Linked DNA regions of Urocitellus parryii: region 2 is linked to region 1. The links are chromatin contacts, called in public Hi-C maps. All regions are on one chromosome and are shown on one strand. Each heading gives the region's core, a stretch centred on a gene start, on an enhancer-like site or on the middle of the called end of the contact. The rest is flanking DNA. Distances are from core to core; before and after follow the strand shown. Region 1 holds the start of Iws1 (interacts with SUPT6H, CTD assembly factor 1). Region 2 holds the start of Sft2d3 (SFT2 domain containing 3).

What was found. A called contact is a pair of places that touch in the nucleus more often than the background predicts.
Region 2: a contact with region 1 is called in a Hi-C map of muscle, with 5 times the contacts expected there. The contact joins the promoter of Sft2d3 here to the promoter of Iws1 in region 1. A contact is called at or near these places in 2 of 2 Hi-C or Micro-C datasets (liver and muscle).

The regions. Positions count from the first base shown.
Region 1 is chr1:188,615,731-188,623,671 of mUroPar1.hap1, reverse strand. It overlaps Iws1 (interacts with SUPT6H, CTD assembly factor 1), which reads left to right and starts at 2,799. Exons shown (of 14, transcript XM_026388738.1): 1 at 2,799-3,091; 2 at 4,851-4,966. The coding sequence starts at 3,058.
Region 2 is chr1:188,764,010-188,771,950 of mUroPar1.hap1, reverse strand. Sft2d3 (SFT2 domain containing 3) reads right to left here and starts at 2,673. Exons shown (of 1, transcript XM_026388826.2): 1 at 1-2,673. The coding sequence starts at 2,270. The coding sequence ends at 1,617.

The sequences.
Region 1 (7,941 bases), core at 1,550-4,049:
GAGAACCCATTCTCTCTCTAGAGAGTGTCACCTTTCCCTTTTCCTATCCCTTCAATAAATATATTCCTCCTATTCTTAATAACATGTCTGAAATCTTTTTCTGACTTGATTATAAGAACTAGGGTTTGGGGCTGGGGTTGAAGCTCAGTGGTTGAGCGTGTATCTTGTAAGCGTGAGGCACCGGGTTTGATCCTCAGCACCACATAAAAATAAATAAATAAAAATAAAGATATTGTGTCCATCTACAACTAAAAGAAAATTTTAAAAAAAAGAACTGGCGTTTAAAGAGGAGGTCTTTGCACTGCCTCAGTTTCCAGGAAAGCCCAAACTCTGTAACACTAATTCTCTTTTTCCCCAGTCTGCAGCTCTGCCAGTATGAGGCTGATCCTTAGATTATATGGACTTTCACTCCCTGACATGTTCAGCAGGTCACAATATCTTAAGAGTCTGGCTGAATAGATCTTATATTCATGTAAGGAACTCAGTGTTTCTGGGTTATCAGTTAAGGGAGAGTTTTCCTCCTGGGCATCTCACTATCATAACCACTATGAGCCAACTGGCTAATTTTAGAGTGAGGCCTGTGGGGTGGGAAGATGGCAGTTGTCAAAATTTGAGATATCCAAGACCCAGAAAGCATCTCTGTGCCATTCAAGAACTTCTCTGCCAGGGGGCTGCAGAGGATGGACAGTTGGTAAAAAGGAGCTCCGCACTATGTTTCTTTGAAAGGGGTATCCTATTTCACGAACTTACTTGTTGGCTTTCTGAGTAAAAGCTGGACCTGATGCTTCTTTGCAGCCTTCTGGGGGCTCAGCACATTGTTGAATTTTCTCTCCACTTCAATCTCTCCATTCTCCAAACCACCAGGAAAGTTAGTTATGTCGAAATTCCTCTTTTTCCTCTTTCAATTGCATTGGCTATAACCCAATCACTTTCCTGTCTTTTAGTCTTATATCTCTAGTGAAACTCAAAGGTCTTAAGGCAGAATTTGTGCTGGGTTCCCTGCCATTAAGTCTCCTCTTGGTCTTCTTATTTCTCCTGCTCTATTTATGTAGGTACAATCTTGCCCACTCTTTAGAAGAGAGCTCAGAGCCTGGATCTCTTTATCAAAGAGAAAGAGGCAAATATTTAAATTTTGCATCTCTGATTCTAGACTCTGTTAATTCTTTGCTCTTCTGATTCTCATGACAGCCTCAGAAAATGTCATTACCACAGCAGAAGGTGCAAAACTTGGATTTTAAGGCTTTTCCCACCACACCAGAGAGAAATAACCCTCCCCCTTTCTTCCTTTTCAAGCCTGGAACTGGGTGCTGCCAGCATACTCTGACTGGCTATCAAAGGGGTCATAACTCTCTAGTAGTAAGAAAAGGCCCCATTCTACAAGTCTACATCTTCTGAAGGATCTTTGCTCATACCCACCATGGACCCTCCTCCAATCAAGAGGCAAAGTGCTCTTACTGGGCTAAGACAAAAATAAACAAGATAATGGACTTTACTCAGGTTATTGCTATAAGGGGAAACCCCAGATATGTATGGTCTTGGTCGGGTGTAAAAGGAAAGCAAGGAACCGGGCAAGCAAGAAATAAAAGATGGAGATCAGGCAGAGATACACACAACAGTTTATTTGTCAGAGCTGACAAAGGCACATCTGTCCATAGACGGAGAGAGGCAATACTGGCTTGGGTTCCGGGACTTTTATGGGGCAGGCTCAGGGATTAGAGCTGGATGGGTCCTAATGCAGAGTGGGGGTGGTATGAGGGAGTGGTGAGCCTTTTGCAAAAAAGGGCTTGGGTGGGAAAGCGAAACTTTTCTTAAAATGATGGATGTCACTTAAGATGGCCCATCCAGATGCTAAGCAAGGACCTTACAGGATGGTTTTGCCTTAGACAGTTTTAGTTCGGTGATGAGGGATGGGAGGATGATGGAATAGCTGGGATTATTTAGTTATAGGGAAAAGTTTGTTGGTAGGATGAACAGAAAACGTTTTGTGTAGCTAGTTTCAGGGTACAGAGTTCAAATCTCAGCTAATCAGTCTTGAGACCATGAACAGGAACTTAGAGGGTCTGTCTGTCCCTGGCCATATAGGGCTTGTCACAGGTGAACAGGGGATCATCTGTAGGTCTTTATTTAACTAAGTCATATGGAGAAGGGTGGTTCGTTACAATGAGCTGTTTCAGGAACAAACAGGTGAAGAGGACATTTCTTAACCATCCTGTTTTCAGGAGCACAGAGCTTAGGTGCAACATGACCCTCCTCAGGTTTCATCAAGTGATCTTTCTGCAGGCAAAGATCTGTACTTCTTATTGTTGATCAAATGGGTCCTTAAGGTGGAAATTAAATAGTTATTTTATAAAGAAAGGAAGTAAAAATGCCTCGAAGGAGGTCTTGGTCACTTCAGTTAGTAATGCATCAACACTGCCTAGACTTGGAACTACAAGTCCCAGAGAACAGTGCGCCATCCCTTCGACACACCGAGGGCGGGAGTCTTTCGCCTAGCTGCAGGACTGAGAGTTATCTGGCCTAAAGATACAAAATGTAATTTTCGGAGCCTCCATTTTTCTCAAGAGTAATTCTGATGTTCCTCCAAGAAGGGGCCGACACACTCAAGAGAGAAAGCTCGCTCCCACGCAGGACAAACCAGACTCCTCCGGAGGGGCGTATTTAACTAAAGCTCCCGCTCATTTTTCCCAGTAGTCTCCTTTCCGGCGGTGCGTTGCGTCATTACTATTACGTCTTCTCATTGGCCGGTTTGACGCATGATAGCGCCTGCGCACTGCATTCCTTTGAGGGTCGTGGGCAGACGCCATTTTGGTCTCAGAGGTGCTTCTGGGAAGTAGAGGGCCGACTCGCACGCTTGCTGGCTTTCCCGGTACGGCCTTTTCTGCTGGGGCTACCAGGTCGAAGCGTTCGTCTCTGCTGTTGCGGTTTTCATATTCTCCGAGCTCTCCGGTTAGGCCGGAGCCTCAGCACCGGGTCGCACCATCGGAGGTCACACCACCAGGAAGGAGGTGACGGGGGCGGCGCGGGGCGCGGACACTCCCCGCTGAGAGCCCGCCTGCCATGGACTCGGAATATTACAGTGGCGACCAGTCAGGTGGGTTCGGGTTGGGGACCGAGCGATTCCTCGGCGGCCTTGGCCTCGCGCTCTCGCGGGAGCCGGGAGAAAAACCCCGGAGACGAGCCTGCGGATCAGCGAGCTGCCGGCCCAAGTTAGAACCTTGGAGAAAGGGGATCTTTGAGGGAAAGACGTCTTCCGAATAGGTGAAGGTTTTTGCTGAAATCGGGAAGTCACTACCTATATCAAGCACCTGCTGTGTGCACAGTGTTGGGAAAGAAGAGGCTTTTCCTGTTAAGGATCTTTCAGAAGTTACGGGATTTTGAGAACCCAAGGAAGTTCAGTAGGAGGCTGGGGACCCTTCCTAGACTTTTCGTTCCAAGTTAGGGCTCATTTAATTCGCCTGCCACACTGGCTTCCCAGGACCTTTGTCTGAGTTGTAAGGAGTGCTTCTCTGGCTGTTATTTGACTTTTTGCCTTTCCTTTACCTTAAGAGCTTTCCTTTTTCCTCACCCAAGTTTGGTCTGCTGTCTTTCTTATTCATGTACACTTATCCCCGTTGGGCAAGCCCTGGCACCCAGGATGTAAAGTTGAGTAAGGTAGGACCTAGTGGGGTCCTTTGCCATTTGTACATTCTGTATCAAAAGTGCTTAGTTGTTAGGACTTAAAGCTCTCTCCTGTTTTGGTTTCCTTTTAATTCCTTACTTGTGACAGCAAATAACAGAGATTGTAAGTGCTTTTCAGGCATGCACTTCTGTTTTGGTTAAAACGTTTTCTGATGTTTTCAAAAGAGTTTCAATTCATTTGTGTTTTAAAGTTGCTTTTTAAAAAAAGGCAGCTGTATGTATTATAGTAGGTAGGTTGTGTTTAAAGAGGTAACAAGTTGAGGTAGTAGATAGCAGTTCCCTGACACCCCCTCCTCCTAATTTCTAAACTTTTAGTATTTACCTCTCTTCCTAACTTATGCTGTCTCTTCTTGCATCATTTTTAGTCGTTCTGTAATGCTTTCCTATTATGCCAGGACAGTATTTTAACCTTTTAACGCCCTCTTCTCATCTGTCCTCCCACTGATGCTGTGTAATTGTTAAACTTCAAAACTATTCTTTTTTTTTCCCAAAAAAACTATTCTTTTTTTTTCCAAAAAAACTATTCTTTTTATTGTGACTTCTTAACTTTACTCTAGCTAAGTACAGTAGCTCATTTATATGAGAGTGATTTCATCACTTTTTGGATTTTTAAAATATTGCTTAAAGTTAGGTACCAATTCATAATTATGGTTGATTTTTTTTTAATATTGTAATATATGCTTTAATGAGTTTTGACTATTTCTGGACTGGAGTTCCTTGTGCTTTTCATTCATAAACAGATACTTTATATCATGTACCAGGCAGTATTCTGGGTTCCAGGGATTCAGCAGTGAACTGAAAGCAGAATAACTTGAAAAAAATCGCATAGTACATTAGAAGTTGGTGGTAAGTGCTCTGGAGAGAAAGAGAGTTTTTAACATAAATTTGAAATAAATAGCACTTTACTTACAAGTTACTGACGTGGTATTTAATGATGGTTTTTAAGCATTACATTCCTTTTATGGAGTATTTTTGCTGCCACATGCGCCATATGTTAATGATGTTGGTATTTGTATGACTATTGTATTGCTTTGCTCAAAATATTACCATCATTAGTTTTGCTTTGTCCGTAGTAACTTTTGTTTTGGATAGTCTTAAATCATTGTGTTTGTTTCAGCTACAGGTGTCATCCATGTTAACTGTAAGTGGATTTTTGTTTTATTTTTAAGCAGATGATGGTGGTGCTACCCCAGTGCAGGATGAACGGGATTCTGGATCTGATGGTGAGGATGATGTAAATGAGCAACACTCTGGATCAGATACTGGAAGCATAGAACGGCATTCAGAGGTATTGGCTAAATATCTTTGGGGAAGATTTTTCCTTATACTTTTGTGAGACCTGTTTTTAAGTTTAGAAATTGTAGAGACCCTGCCATAGGACTTGGGGTTTAATCTCTGAGAGTAAAGTATGAAGTAATAGAAAACTGCTTTAAAAATAAATAGGGATGGTCTGGTTACTGATGTAATAACAGGGAAATAAGTTCTGACTGTGTTGAATTTCAAGTATTTAGGCAGTTTTAACTAAGTATATGAAATCAGATAATGAGCCAGGCCTTTGATATTTCACTTGGCTTCCCTAATCCTCAGATATCATCTTGAAGGGGCTATGAGCATTTGCAGCCTGAAAAAAAGTTGAAATAAAAAGTTAGGAAATGTTCACTTAATAAAACTTGTATCAGGAATTGGCCTTCTTGTTTTGAATTGTTGAGATTCATATGATTAAAAAAAAAAAACAAGTGTAGTTTTAAAAGCTACTTTTGTAATAATATAGTATTGGATTCTCTATACATTTTAATATTCGTTCTAATACATAAATATTTTTAAAACAACTTAATGTGCCTCCTTGGTTATATAGTCTGTCTTATACAGTGTTAACAAAATAAATTTGGGACATTTTTCAATGAGTCAGTGTGTCTTAGACATAAACAAATAGGAATGATAAAAATGGAGAGATGTTTTTCACTAATTTGCTGAGGCTGGCTTTGAACTTGCCATCCTCCTGCCTCAGTTTGACAGGTGGCTGGGATTACAGGCATGTACCACCATGCTCCAAAACTCTTCTCAGTCACTCCATCATTCTTAATTTTGTATTTTTTGTTTTGTTTGTTTGCAGTGCTGGGGATTGAACCTAGGAACTTGTGCATGCTAGGAAAACACTCTACCACTTAGCCCCACATCTCAGCTCCAAGATAAACAGATTTTGTAAGAACTTTTGTGCCATAGATTTGCTTAATTAAACACATAAAAAATTACCAATTTTACATACTAGATGTTCTTGCAAATTGTATTGACCATCATTATAGAGTCATGTCATTTTTTTTTTATTTATATGTTTGTGTCATTAGTATATTCATACATTTCTCATTTATTGAGCACTTTATATATGTGTTAGATGTTTGCTTTTTTTTTCCTTAAGGTGTTTTGGACATATCAGTGACTAAAAGCCAGAATCCTTTTCTTGGATTTATTTTTCAGTGAGAGAAGAAAGACATTAAAACAACGTACTGTTTTTTAAAATTGTAGTTTGCTAGAAGGTGACAAATGTTGTGGATCTGGGGGAAATTAGAATGTAATGAAGGACATCAGTATGGAGGGCAAATTTCTGTGTTAAATTAAGAAATAATGCCAGGTGTGGTGTGCATGCTTATAATCCTAGCTACTCGAGAGGCTGAGGCAGGAGAATCATAAATTCAAAGTGAGCCTGGACAACTTAGCAATATCCTATCTCAGAATAAAATTAAAAAGGAATGAGGATGGAGCTCAGAGGTAGCTCACTAACCTAGCATGTGGGAGGCCCAGCGTTCAACCCCCACCACCACAAAAAAAGAAAAGAAAAGGTGACATTTGAGCCAAGGCAGGAAGGGAGCTGAGGGAATAGCAACACATTTATGTGTCTGAAGGAAAAAACACTCCCATGAAGAACCCCAAAGTGAGAGTGTGCTTAAAGTTTTCAAGGAGCCAATGTGAGTAGTAAGGATGAGTGTAATGTAGGATGAGTGGAGTAGTAAGAGGGAGCTAAATACAGGTATGGGAATGGCTCATCATTTAATTATTTCAATGACACTCTTGTTTTTTTTTTTTTTTTCTTTGTAGGCCCTTAAATATTTAGGCTAAATTCCAGTAAATTAATAGGTAGGGGCTAAGTGATAATGTCAGCATTATTAAAGTACATTTAGAGTGTAGTATTTTAAATTTCCACCTTGGAAACAATGTTAGGAGATTGACCCTGGGTGTCAGCTTTGATTATCTCAGGGCCTCTTGATTTAGTTATAAACATGATAAAGGTTCTTGTTTAGGCATTTGCTGCTACTTCTTGGTAATAATATGGATTCTAAATATATAAATGGATATGTTAAAAATTCGGAAATTATATCAATAAATTTAAAGAAGATTAAAATTAGTATAAGTAATCCCATAAATAGCTATTAACTTTTTGACATTGTATTTCCTATTATCTCTTCACCTAAGATTATGCCTTAAGTATTTACTGATATTGTTAAAGAGCCCCACTAAGTGTAATTTTAATCGTTTCATAGTATTGGTGCGACATTACACTCATCCTTCCATGTCCAGGGGGATTGGTTCCAGGTGTCTTTTCCACCCTGGTGGATACCAAATCCAGAGGATGCCCAGATCCCTTATATAAAATGAAATGAAGACTGGGAGTATAGTCCAGTAGTATATCATGTACTTATTGAACAGACAGCTTGGGCTGGGTCTTCAGTACGTGCATGTGCAAATTTTAAATGGCATGATATTTGCGTATAACCTATACACATCCTCCTATATAAATCATCTCTAGATTATTTATAATACCTAATATAACAAAAATGCTATGTAAATAGTTATGACTCTGTATTGTTAGGGAATATTGACAAGAAAAAAATGGTCTGTTCTAGGCCTAACTGCATACTATACATTTATTTTTTCAAAAAAGAAAAAAACAATTGTTTTTTTTTTTTTTTTTTTTTTTTGAGTACCAGGGATCAAACCCCGGGTATTCAACCATTGAGCCACATCCTCAGCACCCATTTTTTTGAGACAAATTCTTGCCAAGTTGCTTAGAGCCTCACTAAATTGCTGAGGCTGTCTTTGAATTTGTAGTCCTCCTGCCCTAGTGTCCCTAGCTGCCAAGATGATAGGCATGCACCACCATGCCTGCCCATTTCTTCAAATGTTTTCAATTGGTGGTCTGACGTTGGTTGAGTGCTTATTTGGTGAGTCCCTAATTGTTGACATTTAGACGATCAGGACCGTTTCCTT
Region 2 (7,941 bases), core at 1,424-3,923, 150 kb before region 1:
AGCAAGTACTAAGCGGGGTGGTAGCTCACAAGCCCACCTGTGGATGTTGGTCACTTCAGTCAGTATCATATCTTGGGGAAGGGCTCAGGACATTATCAGGACAGAAAAATGTACATTTGGGGACTGGAGGAAGAAGCAGTGCTCTTCTGCTGCTTGACACAATATGTTAGGGCAACACTGGAATCTGGTCCCCCCAAAAACAATTATTTTCAAACTGCGCAAGCCAGGGCAACTTTTTAGTGCATTTGGTGGTTATCAACTTTGGCTGAAATGGAATCATCAGAGGAGCTTTAATGTCAATGCCTGATCCCACCTCCAGAGATTCTGAATGAATTTATTTAAAGTGTTGCTCTTCAAGTAATTCTGATGTGCCAGTTAAGTGTAAGAACCATTGGCACAGAACTTTTAAATTCTAAATATATTTTACTAGTTTATAGTTAATGGTAAAACCTGTAGTTTTTCTGGACCCCTGCTTTCTGGCAATAAATTTAGTAGGAAAAAGTAACCACTGAACCTAAGACAAAGTATATATGAAAAGCATTTTACACTGTGTTAGGACCATCATGGAAATTGTAAACTACAGGCTAGGATTATAGCTCAGAGGTCCAGCACTTGCCTAGCACATGTGAGGCACTGGTTTCTATCCTCAGCACCACATAAAAATAAATAAAAGTACTGTGTACATCTACAACTTAAAGGAAAAGACAAATAAACTGTAAACTGCTTTAAAAATGAAATACAATTAGAAGTGATAGTCTGCAGAAATCCATAATTTCCAACAAATATGGGAATTCTAAAAGTAGAATTACCTTCCTGTTCCCAGGATTTGCTAGCCCAGTTCTGCACTGAGACCTCTCCAAGGTTTACCAGCATCTTCCTGGATACCAGGCAACTTGGGGCAGAAAATGTCTCTTTTTTTCCCCTACTTTCATATCTAATTCAGGACGAATTTTCCTTTAATGTTACATAAGGCAACAAATTTACAATTTCTCTTAAAACAGTTCACCTCGGTTTTTTCCTTAACTAATTACTTTTTTAAATCCAGTGGTTAAATGTAATGCTTAGATTACATTAGATTACTCTTCTGAGATTCATTTACACTGAAGACTGAGGGAAAATAATTTCCAAGTCTTAGGTACAGCCACCCCCCCCCCAAAAAAAAGCTATTGTAGCTCAACATCTACCACTGGATTTAAAAAAAAAATGACAAAATAAAAAGTTAAGCCTGAGAAAAACCACAAAAACAACTAATGCAAAGAGCCATTCCGTTTTTACTCAGCTCAATCTAAAATCACAGTGCAAAAAGAACTTCTAAGAGCAGCTTCACAGCACCAATTCCACGACAAAACTTCCTTTTCAGAGCACATGCTACTCAGGATAGCACGAAACGGTGAGATCAGGACCACCGGAAACCGCTGGTGTCGCAGCTTGAAACAGCTGCTAAAGGTTTACACTCGCCAGCACCGTCTGGACGACGCCTTCGCCCTAAGCGGCAGGTGTCATTAGGACGTTCTGCGGTGGTAGAGTCCGGGAGTGGACGGGTGCAGTCTTTGGCTCGGCAGGCGCCGGGTTCTGGGAAGGTTCTGCGTCGTTCCCTGACGGCGCAGGTCCAGGACTCACACCGGCAGCGCATTAGCTAGGCCTGCGCGGCGGCCCAAGCGACCGAGCGCCAGGCGCAGCGCGGTGCCACCGCCCCACGGCAGCAGGCTAGCCAACCAGGCCAGTAGGGCGGCCACCTGCGCGCAGGCGCCCAGCGCAGTGAGCGGCGTACTGCGCAGACCCATTGCCGCGTACAGAGTGGCTCCCAGCGCGGCCGCGTAGACCAGCGCGGGCCTCGACGGCGTCTCCTCGCAGCGTAGCAGACGTCCGCACGCCGCCCCGCCTCGCAGTATCGCGCCGCCTGCGAGAGCCAGCACCGAGCCCAACGACCAGAGCAGCGCGAATTTGCGCGCGCGCAGCAGCAGCACTGGCGCGTAGAGTGCCGCCAGACAGAAGCAGAGCGCGGCCAGTAGCAGACAGGCTCCACCCGCAGCCAGCTGCTGGCCGCGCGTCACGCTCGGCAGGCACGCCTGGCTCGCCGCCGCCGGCTCCGTGTGACTTCGCGGCCACGTCCACCGCAGGCCAGCGCGGCCAAGCCACGCTCCCGTCGGTCCGACCCCTGCCGCAGGCTCTTCAGCAGTCTCCGAAGCGAGTAGCTGCTCCGCTTCCGCCGGCCTGCCCGCTTTGCTCTGCGACAGGTAGTCCTGCAGCTGGCGGTGGAGGTCTGCCATCTCCGACGGGACGGCGACGGAGAGGAGCGCTGTCACGCGCTTCCTGCTTTCCTCGTTTGCGGCAGCAGTGGCTTGGCCAGATGGCGGCGGTTGGTGGACTCTGCGGAAGGGGCGGGGCCTGTAGCGCGCGTGGCCGGTGGCGCGCGTGGCCGTGCAGGGCAGTCTCTGTGCAGACTGGAGCAGTCTCGAGGTCTGGTCTGCTGGCCCGCCCCGCACCTCTTGCCAGTCGTTCTCTCAGTGCCTGAACCGGTTCTTTGGATTGTAGCCGCTGGACGAGTCCTGGCAGCATTAAATGTTGGGGTGTGTGGCACACAAGGTACCCTTCTGGAAATACTGTCCAGACTGTCAATGGCTACATGGGCTGCTATACTGTGGTATGGAGGGATCTCGTTTCTTACTGCAGCACGCACATCTAGTTATCTCAAAATAAAGTTTTAAAAACGTTTAGACCCACAGAACTAATTTGGTTTCTTTGGGAACCAGGTCACAGTTGATAAATGAACGGTTAACACCCACCTCGACCTTGCTTGTCTTCTGGTCTTGGTTTGGGCCAGAGGCCTGGCAAGATCCTCGACCTCTCTACATCCCATGTGCAAGATGTGGTGGTTCCTCTGCCTCATACCTGGTTTGGGTCTTCAGTGCCTCAGCCCCATCTCCTGACTGATCGCTTGCTTGGTCAGTCCCCTGTGTTCTGCAACTTTTCTCATAACATCTTGGAGTGTTCCTTACACCCAGGCCACACCCTCCGGCCTCCTAGGCCTGCTGCTTTTTGATACCTTCTGCTACTTCTTTTAAACTTAGGTGTACTTTCTGAAAGCAAATACAAAAAGAAAAAGGGATGCAGAACTCAACAGATCGTCGATGCTCTATTAAGCAATGGAGGAGCACATTTTCTCTTTTTTTAAATATTTATTTTTTAGTTTTTTTAGGTGGACATAATATCTTTATTTTGTTTTTATGTGGTGCTGAGAATCGAACCCAGTGTCCCTTGCATGCTAGGCAAGTGCGCTACCACTTGAGCCACATCCCCAGCCCCAGAGGGGCACATTTTTCAAGGGGAAAATGGAGATGGGATACAACAGGGCGCTGAGTAAATTTTATAGGGTTTCGCAGGGCCAGGTCACAGGAAGAATTTTGTCTATTCATAAAGTGGTGGACTCATTTAGGACAGGGCGAGTAGGGAGAAGTAGGTAAGGGAAGTTCCCTGGGACCTGTTCTTTTACTGGGGACAGCAAGTTCAGCTATAGGTGGGGTCCACCTACGAGTCCCTTCAGAGCTTGCCCCATTTGCCTTTCCTGCATTCCCTCTGGCTGAGGCCTGAACTTCTAGTGTATTCTACCGCATTGACAAAAGCTCCAGTTCATCACAGACATCACCCCACACACCTGGCAGGAGGGTACTTAGGGGAACAGTTGTAGGTAAAGAAAATTCCCTGGGGTCTATTTTTCCATAGCCCTCACTTTCTGTGTTCACTATTTCCAAGTTGCAATAGTCTTTGTTCACAGCTTTGCCAGCTCCTTGAGGACAGGGTCTGTTGTCATTGTTCGTTTCCTAGGACCTGACAAGTGTGCTAGGAAACAACTGTCAATTTTAGTGCAGTAAATGCCTGAAAGACTTTGAAGATGCTTCCTGAATCCATTGATTGGAAAACCCAACCTAATTTGTAGACGTTTTAAATGACTGTTGTAAATTTGTGATATGATGCCTGGAGGTCCCCTGCTTTCCCACTCCAGGAGTCCCCAGGGTGGGCCATACTTGTGTGTTTCCCGAATTTTCTAAGGTAGTAGACTGTGTAACTTCAGAGTAATTAATTCTGTTTGTCTCAGGACAAATGTGCAGAACAGGTAAGTTATCCAGTAGTTTTTTCTTTTGTAGATCTTTGGCTTATTTGCTCCCCAAGACCATTCTTTTCCTGCCCTCTCTGTATTGAGCTGGTGGGGAAGGAGAAGGAGAGAGAACTATTTTTTGCCCACCTCGGGACCAACAGCATGCTGAATACAGGCTGTACCACTGAGCTACATCCCCAGCTCATTTTAATTGTGTTTTGCTCAAAATATGTATTATCAGCGAGGTATATTTTGAGGTGACATGTTCTAGTTACCTACAAGGGCATTTTGGGCTGTTGCTATGTCCAAAGCTCTTGGCATTTAGTTGCAGAGTCCTGGGCACAGCATCGGGAACTGGTGAAGCTCGCACACTTGGGTGGAGCAAGCGCTAATTCCCCACAAGGGGCGCTGGAGAGCAGCCCAACCAGCCGGCTCTGCTTGCCCTCCGGCACTACTTTAATCCCGGCTCTCTCCCTGCGAGGTCTCCTTAAACTTCCTGGAAACTGAGGAAACAGACCACCTCGAACAGGAGTGTTGGATGCCTAGCCGAGGGCTCATCCCAGTTTTTTCTCTCTATTCGCTGAGGCTTTCTAGTGTCTTGCCTAATTAGGAATCCCTGAGCCATTGTCTGGGGTCCTCGGCCGACCTCGAGCACCATCTCCCGCCTCGGAGGCACCCTGCGCCCGGGTCGGTCTATTTCAAAGAAAAGGACAATGCCAAGCTGAGCACTGCGGACTGGCCTCTTGCACCGGCTGCTTACTTCTGTGTTTCAAAAAACAGAAGGGGACCTCGCGGCTGCAGGTCTACTAGATAGCAGCCCAGCTAGGGCTCACAGCCACTGGGGGCGGGCTTTGTGGGTAATGATTTAACTGCGCTTCTTTCCGAGCTCCGGTGGAGGGGTCCCCAAGCGCATTATCGGTCCCAGGCAGGAAATGCCTTCACTTGCACTGAGATTTCTCTGAGCGCCCAGGATGCAGGTGGGACCAGGAGCGCTCTCCTCCAAGAGGTCATGGCTGCATGGTCATCTGGCCCGCCAGGCCCAGGCCACAGGGGTTGGGGAAGCTTCCTGAGGGGCAAGAGGAGTGCCCTGCTTGACCCAAGCCTGCCAGACGGGCTGCTCAGCCAGTGCTGCACAAACCCCAGCTTTCCCACTCCAAGAGTCCCAGGGTGGCCCATGCTTGTGTGTTTCTCGAATTTTCTAAGGTAATAGATTTTGTGTGTGTAACTTCAGAGTGATTAATTCCATTTGTCTCAGCAGTTTGCTGTGTAATCCCCGCGACTCCAGTTGAGGCAGGAGGACTACAAGATCTTACTAGATCTCTTCTGGCGTACTAGCTACAATCGCTCTGACCTCAATATTGTACAATTAATGGTTATGTGAAATCCTGGAGTTTTCTGTGATCTAAGTGGAAACAGAAAGTAGATATAGTTTGTTTTCTTGATTGACAATATTATTAAAAATTTCCCCCAAAACTTCATTTTAAATTTTTATCTAAAACTTAACTGTTTTAGAGTTTAACATCTTATATCAAAGTTAAAAAATATATTTAGAATATTTTGCCTTATACCTAAAACTCATAACAATTTTATACACTGTTTCCATAAACAAGTGAATCATTTTAAAAATGACTTCCTTTTGCCTGACCATTCCAAAAGTTAAAACTCCTACTGTGTATTTGTGTTGTTATAGGCATACCAGTTATTGTCATAAATTCTCCTCATGTTAATGGGGAATAATTGGAAACGGTTGGTTATTATAAAGGACTTACCTGGAAGGTCATATGTGAGAATGATGTTTTTTTTTTTTTTTTCCAGTGCTGGGGATGGAACCTAGGGCCTCAAGCCTGCCAGTCAAGTACTCCACTACTGAAATACACTCCCCGTCTGACAATGCTGCTCATTTAATCAGATATAACTAGATCCTTTTAAGGAGCTGAGATTGACTTTATGGAGCTAGTGTTTACAAAGCCCTTTTGGGAAAACCAGCCTGGTATCTGGCTTACATCATTCCCACAATTTTGGAATTGTAATGAAGATGACTTTCTGGAAGGCCAGGGACCTGAGAATATTCTGGGAAACTGAAGAAGAGAGGAGTTTTTCCAGAGCTAAGAGTACCTCACCAGATCTGGTGGCAAGTTCCTAGCTTCTGGCCTTAAGTGGTTACTGAAAGCCCAGTCCAATTTTTTTTTTTTTTAATACAAGGATTGAAACCAAGAGCATTTAACCACATCCATATCCCCAGCCCTTCTTATTTATTTATTTTGAGACAGGGTCTCACAAAGTTACTTAGGTCCTTGCTAAGTTACTGAGGCCGGCCTTGAACTTGAAGATCCTCCTGCCCCTGAGTTGCCAATTTGATATCTTTAGGTAAACTTCCTACCAAACAAACTTTGAAGAGGCACACGCATGTGAAGTGGGGGGAGAAATGGAAGATAGAATCAACAGCTTCATGTTATCCAGACTGGCCTACTGCTTGTGACCCTTCTGCCTCAGACTCCCAAGTATCTGGGGTTATAGGCATGCCCCACCACATGATGCCCATCTGGTAAATGTTCTACCTATGAAAATAACTAGACTAAGTCTAATCAGAACAGTTTTATTTTGTGGACCAGAATAAGAAGAATAATCTGAAGGGCCCCATGGTGCAGACCTATAATCCCAGTGACAAGAGAGGCTGAGGCAGGAGAATCACAAATTCAATCCCTGGTACCAAAATCATCATCATCATCATCATCATCATCTTTCTTTGAGATAATTTTTTATCAAAATGGGGAGAGTGAAAGGAAAATATTGTTTTAATGGAAAACGGTGCATGTAATTCATAGCGCATTATGGAAGGTTATTGAATTTCATTGTCTTTGAGCTACTTTGCATATGTTTGTAAATTGCAGGTAACTGATGGCTATGCAAACTCTGTTTTGTCTGGCGGAGATTTAATTGACTCTACTGCCAACTCCACAGATGGAAGAATATAGTCACACTTATAGTTATCCTTTGTTAGAAAAAGCCTTTGCTTCCCTGAGTACACAGCCCTCATTACTCATATAAACTAGCAGCATAAGGTTGATTTACCCCAAACTTACCTAATCTGTATCATTGCCATTCAAGACTGATTTGGATCAACAGATTACCAGCTACCAGGTTTCCTCCATCATTTCCTCCCAAAGATAAAAGGGCAAGTGGTTCATTTCCTTTTACAAAAGAATTAAGATGATTTTCAGGATCGTAATCCACCATCTTCTTAGTTATGGCTTGAATCTGGACTGTCCTCCTCAAACACTCACGTGTTGAAAGTATGCTCCTCAATGCAGTAAGGTTCAGAGGTGGGGTTTAGACAATGATTGGATTGTGAGGATTCTGACCTCATCCAGCAGTTAATCAGTTTGATGGATTAATCTGTTGATAGCTGAATGGACTACTGGGAAGTGGGACCTAGTTGGAGGAGGTAGGTCACTGGAAGTGTGCCCTGGAAGGGCTCCTGGTCCTCCCACACCCCTCTACTTCTTGGCTGCCATGAACTGAGCAACTTTCCTCCAGGATGCCCTTCCACCATGATGTTTCTGCCTTGGAGCCAGCTGACCATGGACTGAAACTATAAAACCATAAGTGAAAATAAATCTTTCCTTCTCAAAGTTCTTGTTAGATATTTTGGTTGGTCACAATAAAGAAAAGTTGATTAACACATTGAATAAATATTTTTCCTGACCCCAACAACTTGTCCTGAATTAATTGGGCCCTTTTTAAGCAGTGAGTAAATGGACTTGCATTTGTTAACAAGAATGGGTTGTTGATCAGAATTACAATTGAGTTTGCAATTGTTCATTGGAATTTGCAATTGGAGTTGC